2 separate regions of the Ovis aries genome follow, and region 1 is linked to region 2. Evidence: chromatin contacts called from public Hi-C data. All regions are on one chromosome and are shown on one strand. Each heading gives the region's core, a stretch centred on a gene start, on an enhancer-like site or on the middle of the called end of the contact. The rest is flanking DNA. Distances are from core to core; before and after follow the strand shown.

Evidence for each region. A called contact is a pair of places that touch in the nucleus more often than the background predicts.
Region 1: a Hi-C map of liver shows a contact between it and region 2, with 2.5 times the contacts expected there. The contact joins the promoter of HEXD here to the promoter of WDR45B in region 2. A contact is called at or near these places in 5 of 16 Hi-C or Micro-C datasets (blood, liver, mixed tissues and 2 more).

The regions. Positions count from the first base shown.
Region 1 is chr11:49,830,827-49,834,125 of ARS-UI_Ramb_v3.0, reverse strand. HEXD (hexosaminidase D) reads left to right here and starts at 1,799. Exons shown (of 13, transcript XM_042256217.1): 1 at 1,799-2,528; 2 at 2,828-2,877. The coding sequence starts at 2,863. It overlaps OGFOD3 (2-oxoglutarate and iron dependent oxygenase domain containing 3), which reads right to left and starts at 2,033. Exons shown (of 9, transcript XM_027974314.2): 1 at 1,828-2,033. The coding sequence starts at 1,901.
Region 2 is chr11:49,682,206-49,685,600 of ARS-UI_Ramb_v3.0, reverse strand. WDR45B (WD repeat domain 45B) reads right to left here and starts at 1,336. Exons shown (of 9, transcript XM_060394946.1): 1 at 1,170-1,336. The coding sequence starts at 1,236. It overlaps LOC101104512 (protein phosphatase 1 regulatory subunit 14B-like), which reads right to left. Exons shown (of 3, transcript XM_042256828.2): 3 at 3,195-3,395. The coding sequence ends at 3,376.

The DNA of each region.
Region 1 (3,299 bases), core at 550-3,049, 150 kb before region 2:
CATTGCAGGCGGATTCTTTACCAGCTGAGCTACCAGGGTGAACTAAGGTAAACATGAACCAAACTCATTTCACTGAAACCACCAGCCAGCCAGGAAGGGAATGCAAGCACAACGGAAATGATTCAACACTAAGACACTTTCTGTACCACTGGGATTCACACTGCCTATGCAGAATTTGCAGGCATGTGTGCGTGTGCGTGTGTGTGCATACACACGTGTATCTATGTGTCTGGATGGTGTATACCCACTCAAATGTGTGTCTGTGTACATGTGTATGTGTTTTCTCATATGTGTAACTGAGCAGTCGTGTACTCTTGAGAAAAATGTGTAGGGCTTGAAGGACTGGCAGAAATAAGAAAAGCGATCCAGACATTCTTCCAAGAGGTGCACCTCGTGTCTTCAAGTCTATGATTAATTCCTGAAAAGCAGGGAGTTTGCCTTCTATTTTCATATGTCCCTCCACATTTCAAATTGCTATATATATAAAATCACACAGGCTTCCCTGCTGGCTCAGAGGGTAAAGAATCCGCCTGCAATGGAGGAGACCAGGGTTTGATCCCTGGGTTGGGAAGATCCCCTGGAGAAGGGATGGCTACCCACTCCAGTGTTCTTGCCTGGTGAATTCCATGGACAGAAAAGCTTGGAGGGTACAGTACATGGGGTTGCAAAGAGTCGGAGATGACTCAGCGACTAACACTTTCACACTTTTACTTTCTAACACACAAATTCCGATTAACTAAGTCTCAAGGTGGGCACAGCTGAGTCAGACCATATTGGGTGGATACATGCTCATTTTAAACAGGGAGCATAGATACCCAGGTCACAAAGACCCTCATCCTCACCCTTAGAACTGCTGTCTAGCCTCTAGCCCACCTGGTCTCCTCTAACTAGACAAGGGTGGGCCCCTAACTCCAGTGGGGCCAAAATTTCTCTTCCCCAGTAGGGCAGGGAGACTGCCAGCCCATCTCAGCAGCAGGGGCTGAAATCCTACTGTGGGCACAAAGCTGTTGACACCTTCGCCTCGGACACCCCGGGTGCTGAGACAGAAAGGGACAGAGAAGGAGGTAGAGTCAAGAGGGGAAAAAACAGCCTCCTGGACCAGATTTGGAAGCAATACTTCCCTGAGGTATCCTCAAAATAAGCACCTCTGTTCAGGGTAAGCTGGCCCAAATGCACACTGAGAATCTTGCCAAAACAGAAGTGGATTTGAAGCAAGGTCCATGGCCCATGGGGCAAGCACGACGAGAAAGTAATTTATCCTGAAGTGAATACACTCCGGCTCTGAAAGCTTTAGGCAGAATCCCCTCGAAGGCTACCTGATGAGATCATTTATTCATTCATCGGGTCCCCCAACGGAGAACCATATCGTGCACAGCCCTGAGAAAAGCACGCGGAGACCAGACGATGGGGACCTCTGAGTCCCAGTCCCCGTGCGTGGTCTCGGCACAAAGCTCTCGGCACAAAGCTCTCGGTACAAAGCCCTCGGTACACACTGCGGCGGAGGTCAAGGGTTTCCCGACCGGCAGCTCCGCCCGACCCCGCCCAACCCCTTCCTGCGCGGTCCGGGAGGGATTCTGCAGGCTACGCCCTCCAGACGACCACGCCCCTCTAGGCGCCCGATTCGCCCAACCACAAACCAGGCCCCTCGCGGCCAGGCCACACCCACACTGCAGTGCCTTTCCGGGAAAGGCCCTGCCTGCACCAGATCCACCTTTTTCTGACCGGGCCATGCCCACAGCCACACCACGCCACGCCCCTGTTAGGCCCCGCCCCTCGGCCAGGCCCCGCCCATACCACCGTTCGCGCGCTCCCGGCGCTATCTGGTACCTGCTCTGGCGCCGGCGCTCCGCCGCCCCGCTGCCCTCCGGGGCCTTGGGAGCACCCCTCCGCTGAGGTGCCATTAGCCACGCTGCCGCGAAGCTAGGCCGAATGCGGGAGCCGCCACAAGCCCGGGACGAGCGCTGCGAGAGGTAGCGCGAGGCCGGCGCAGCCGGGCACGCGAAGCGACACCCTCAGCCTTCAACCTCCGGACTGGTGACCAGGCCTGAGCAATCGGAGGTCGAGCGCCGAGCGGGGCAGGGCGGGGACCCGAGCGCGGACCTGGCTTGCTCCCCGCGGCGCACCTGCCTTGGCCGTACCCCGCCTCCCCTGACCTCCGGGGAACCTGACAAGCCTCCGAACCTTCTACTGAAGCGTGTCCTTGCCCCGCCGTGCGTGCTCTACCGGGGTCTCCAACTCCTCCTAGAGTCTGGAAGCCTTCTCCCCGCGGTGTCCAAGCCCTCCTCCCAGGGTCTCCGCACCCTCTCCTGTGGGATTTCCAACGCTCCTCTTCCTGGGCCCATGCCACACCTGAGGGCACTGGGTCCTGTTGGTGCTTTGTATCTGTGAGGCCTGCTGTTTAGTTTACAACATTCAATTTCCCGTCCAGTGGGCAAGAAGTAAGATCTTAACCAGTCCTGTCAAGATACCTAAGATTCTGAATGAGGGGAATTAGTGAGATTCATTCATAAGGATTAAGTCTGATGAAGGTGAGTAATTCATTGATACCGGGGGGGGGGGGGGGGAGTCTGGACTCATTGAATAAGAAAAGTGATCTGCCCAACAGTCCCCAAACTGGGGAAATCAGATGCCATCGCCTGGCAACTTACCTAGAAGTCCAAGAGACTGGGACAATTGCGGATCTACCTACCAGGTTGTCTGATAACAATAGTGACAATTGGCCCAAGTCTGAAATAATCATATATATATAGACCTCGTGCAGGAGGGAATCAAAGAACTACACACTTGAAAGAGGGAATACTGACTTCTCTGTATCCTTTCCATTTAGATTTTGCAGCAACTTACTTTGGTAAACAACTCTGAATGTGTCTGAAACAGGTAAGATGTCGGTGTTCATTCCTGCTGTAGGGCTATAGAAAAGTAAGATTTCTCTCTAAACACAAGGAAGCACACCCAGGACTAATACAGACTTCTCAGCTCAAAATTTTTTATTTTAACTCTATTCTCTGGAAAATACATTTGGGTTATAGTGGGAGAGGGGGTTGTTAGAGTTTTCTTTTTTATTATTTTTTCAAAATGTAAAGCAACTCAGCTTTGAAACATTTCAGTTTTTCAAAATGCTTTGTCTTAACTCATCCGCTTCTCAGATAGCAATTTAGGTAATTGCCTTAAGAACTTTGTCATTGAGATTGTTTTGAATATAATTTATTTTTTTCAATCAAACTGATTGATTTCTATGTGCGTTATGTTATTTTCTCTGCTATATTATAAAGTCCCTAAGGTCAGGGATTTATGAATCC
Region 2 (3,395 bases), core at 87-2,586:
ACAGGTATGTCTGCTTAGTCGCTCAGTCCTGTGTGTATAATCTTGGATTTAAATGCCACGGAGTCAGTAAGCTTTGTGTTTCCGGTTTGTTTTTTAGGACTGCCTCTCCCTGCCCTTAATATCAATCAGTCATTTCTTTCCATTGAAAGCACATTTCTTAAGAAGTTGCTACACCACGGTTAACTCCTTAATGAGTTTTCAACTATCAGAACCTTTTCAGAAATCTACTGGCTCTCCTCTGGAAATCAAAATCCAAAGTGTTCAGCCACACACTGCCCGATGCCCAACTTCTGGCCCCCAAAGCGGACCCTACAACCCTTGCGGTCCCCAGCCCGCATCCCACATTTTTCCCCTCGTCCAACTCCACTCCTCCAAGACTCTTCCCGCCCTTAACGGCTCCTCCCTGTAGGAAATCGCGGCCTCGCCTCAGTTCCCAGAACACACTTCACTGTCCCGGGGCCCTACAGTCAGAACCTTGGAGCCAGCACCCCACGCGCCCACGCGCTGACACAGCTGGGCGACCCCCGCCCGGCCTACGTAACTCTACCCCAAACTGGCTCCACAGACATGGATCCTGCAGTTCCTGCTTCTGGATCCTCTTCAAACGCGCTTCCAAAGCGAACCCTCAGAACAGACGCGGATCCCCCTCCCTGGGCTAGAGTGGGGCGCAGTCCGGCATCACGCAGGATTTCAGAAAGGCGAAAAAGGCCATCTCCCGAAAAGCCGGGCTGAACAGTCCGGTTGCCACCCAACAAAAGAAAAAAAGTGTGAGTTCCGCGGCATATTCTACGACAATCAGCAGAAAAGGTGAGGACCTTCGTGGACGAGGTCCTGGGCCTGCAGGGGCATTCTCACCTCGATGCGACCCCGTCCCGGCCGCTGGGGACCCTAAACCCGCAAGAAAGAACCGACGCCGCCCCGGAAAATCCCATCACTGTCCGACCTGGATGGGGGTGGGGGGTCAGGGCGGCGGGGAAGCGGCCTGGGCAGGGGGGAAAGGAGCGGCCTGGGGGAGGAGGGCGGCTTCAGGGGCAGGGGAGAGAACGCCAGGGGCAGGGGAAGAGGCCTGAAGCCGGTGAGAACGCCGCCGCAGGGCTGAGGGCGGGACCCCGCTAGGAGGGGAAACGGTGGGGGGGGGGGGGCCGGGGCCACTGACGGGCTCTCCTCACCATGGTCCTGGTTGAAGCCGGCGTAGAGCAGCCCGTTGCCGTGCGGGTTGCAGGGCAGGAGGTTCATGGTGCCGCGGGATCCACCGCGCCTCAGCGCCGCATGCCGCTCCGGGAGGTCGACCGCCGGGATCGGTCTGGCCAGCGCCGATGCTGCCGCGGCCGGAAGCGAAAGGCCCACCGCCTGCGCGCGCAGCCAGGGAACCGCGGAGCGCCGAGCAATCCACCCACGGCCTGCCGGGGGGGCAGGGAACGCCGAGAGCGTCACGTCTCCGGGGGGCGGGGCCGCGTCTGAAGAGGGAGGGTCGACTCGGCTTGGGGGCGGGGCCTGACCTGAGGGGCGGGGTCGCATCTCTGGAGCGCGGGGCTAAGGGTGGGAACCACCTGACTGGGTACGTGCCCCTCAAACCTCAGGAGCAGGCAGGACCCAGACTCTCATACTAACTCAAGCCCGCCCCCCTCCGGAAATCATGTAAATTAAGGAAAGAGATTTTCTTATTTTTAATTGATAAAAGGATAAGTATCTCAGTATAAATAACAATGCTTTGTGGAGTTTTTAACAGGTGTGCTAGTAAAATGTTCGCGAAAAGAGCAAAATGGGTGGAAGTGAAGAAATGGAAGTACAAATGTTCCTTGAACAATGCGGGGCCAGTTAACACGCAGATTTTTTTTCAAGAGTACACGACCCTGGTTGGTTAGATCCGCAGCTGCAGAACCGTAGATAGCAAGGATAAGAGGGAAGATTATAAATTAGACGCAGATTTCTTTACTGTGTGAAAGGCCGGTGTCCCTAACCCCTGTGTTGTTCGAGAGTCAAGTGTAAAGGAATGTCTAGACTCTCCCACCCCCACCCTCCACCTCCCCATAGAGAGACCCCCGCCACAGGGACACAGACTGCCCCCCAACCGAGGACCCAGAGCTACCCACAGACACAGCTGACATGGAACCCCCAAGGCACAGAGCCCCCTTCAGGACGCGCAGAACCTCCTACAGGGACACAGGGCTCCCCAGGACACAAAACCCCCCTAACAGGCACTAATCTGTTCTGTATTAAAACCCAGCTTTCTATTTGTTAAGAGGAAAAACACCTTCTAACGTTTTAACGGCGTAGGCCCCAGGAAGAGACTTCTCAGAATGCTTTTGGAATGTTGTCAGTGTCCCTGTGACCAAGTGTGTCTCCACTAGGGGCTGGGCATCCAGTGAGTTGTCTGTCTACTGTGGGGTTATTAAAAGTTTCTTTTAAAAGATAAAATGTACCAAGCAAGGCCAGGGAATTTAGCCACCAGTGGAAAAGAGTTGCACTCCATCTACCCATCAATGGACAGATACGTAACACCAGAGAGGCAAGAAGCGAACACCAGAGCCCCTTATGTCCACGTGGATGAACATCAAGAGAGTCAATTCCTAGGCAGGTTGATAAGTCTGGGGTCCCCGAGGAGGAGAAAGTGGTCTGGAGCCCTTGAGAAGGAGAAAGGGGTCCCAGGCCAGGGCTCTCAAGGAGGAGAAAAGGACATTTTTTTTTTTTCTACACTGCTTTGTATCAGTCAGTATAACAAAGTATCTTGCTCGAGGACATGTTTCTCCTTAACAAGAACCTTCTGACTAATCTCGTTATCTTAAGAAGTATGTTGTGGGAGTGGGTCTGGTAAGACCTTTCTATTGTTAGTTCTAATCTTGTTAATTTAAGATGTATGTTGTGGGAGTAGGTCTGGTTAAAGTATATAAGACCTTGATAAGAGGTGGGTTGGAGAAGGAAATGACAATCCACTCCAGTGTTCTTGCCTTGAGAACCCCAGGGACAGCGGAGCCTGGTGGGCTGCCGTCTGTGGGGTTGCACAGGGTCGGACATGACTAAAGCGACTTTAGCAGCAGCAGCAAGATGTGGGTGGGAGCACTCTCCGGCCCCCTTCTGATGTCTCTGTCAGAAGCTTTCTTTTTTTTTTTTGCACCAAAGGCATATCCTAGCTTTATTAAAGGGCCCATGCTACAGTCAATATAAAAACACAAAAAGTCCTATCAGTTTAATAATAATAAAAACCCCAAAAATGGAAAACTGAGGGGGCAAGGAAGAGGCCCCTGGGGCAGGGGCATAGGGAGCCCTGCTCGTGGCACCAGGCCTGGCCTCAGAGCCCCCTGGTATTGCTGTTCCTACGAGGTCAGGGGGCAGCGATTGTCCTGTGGAGCCACCGTTCGGCTGGGTCGACAACCCTTACTTCTTCTGGGGTGTGC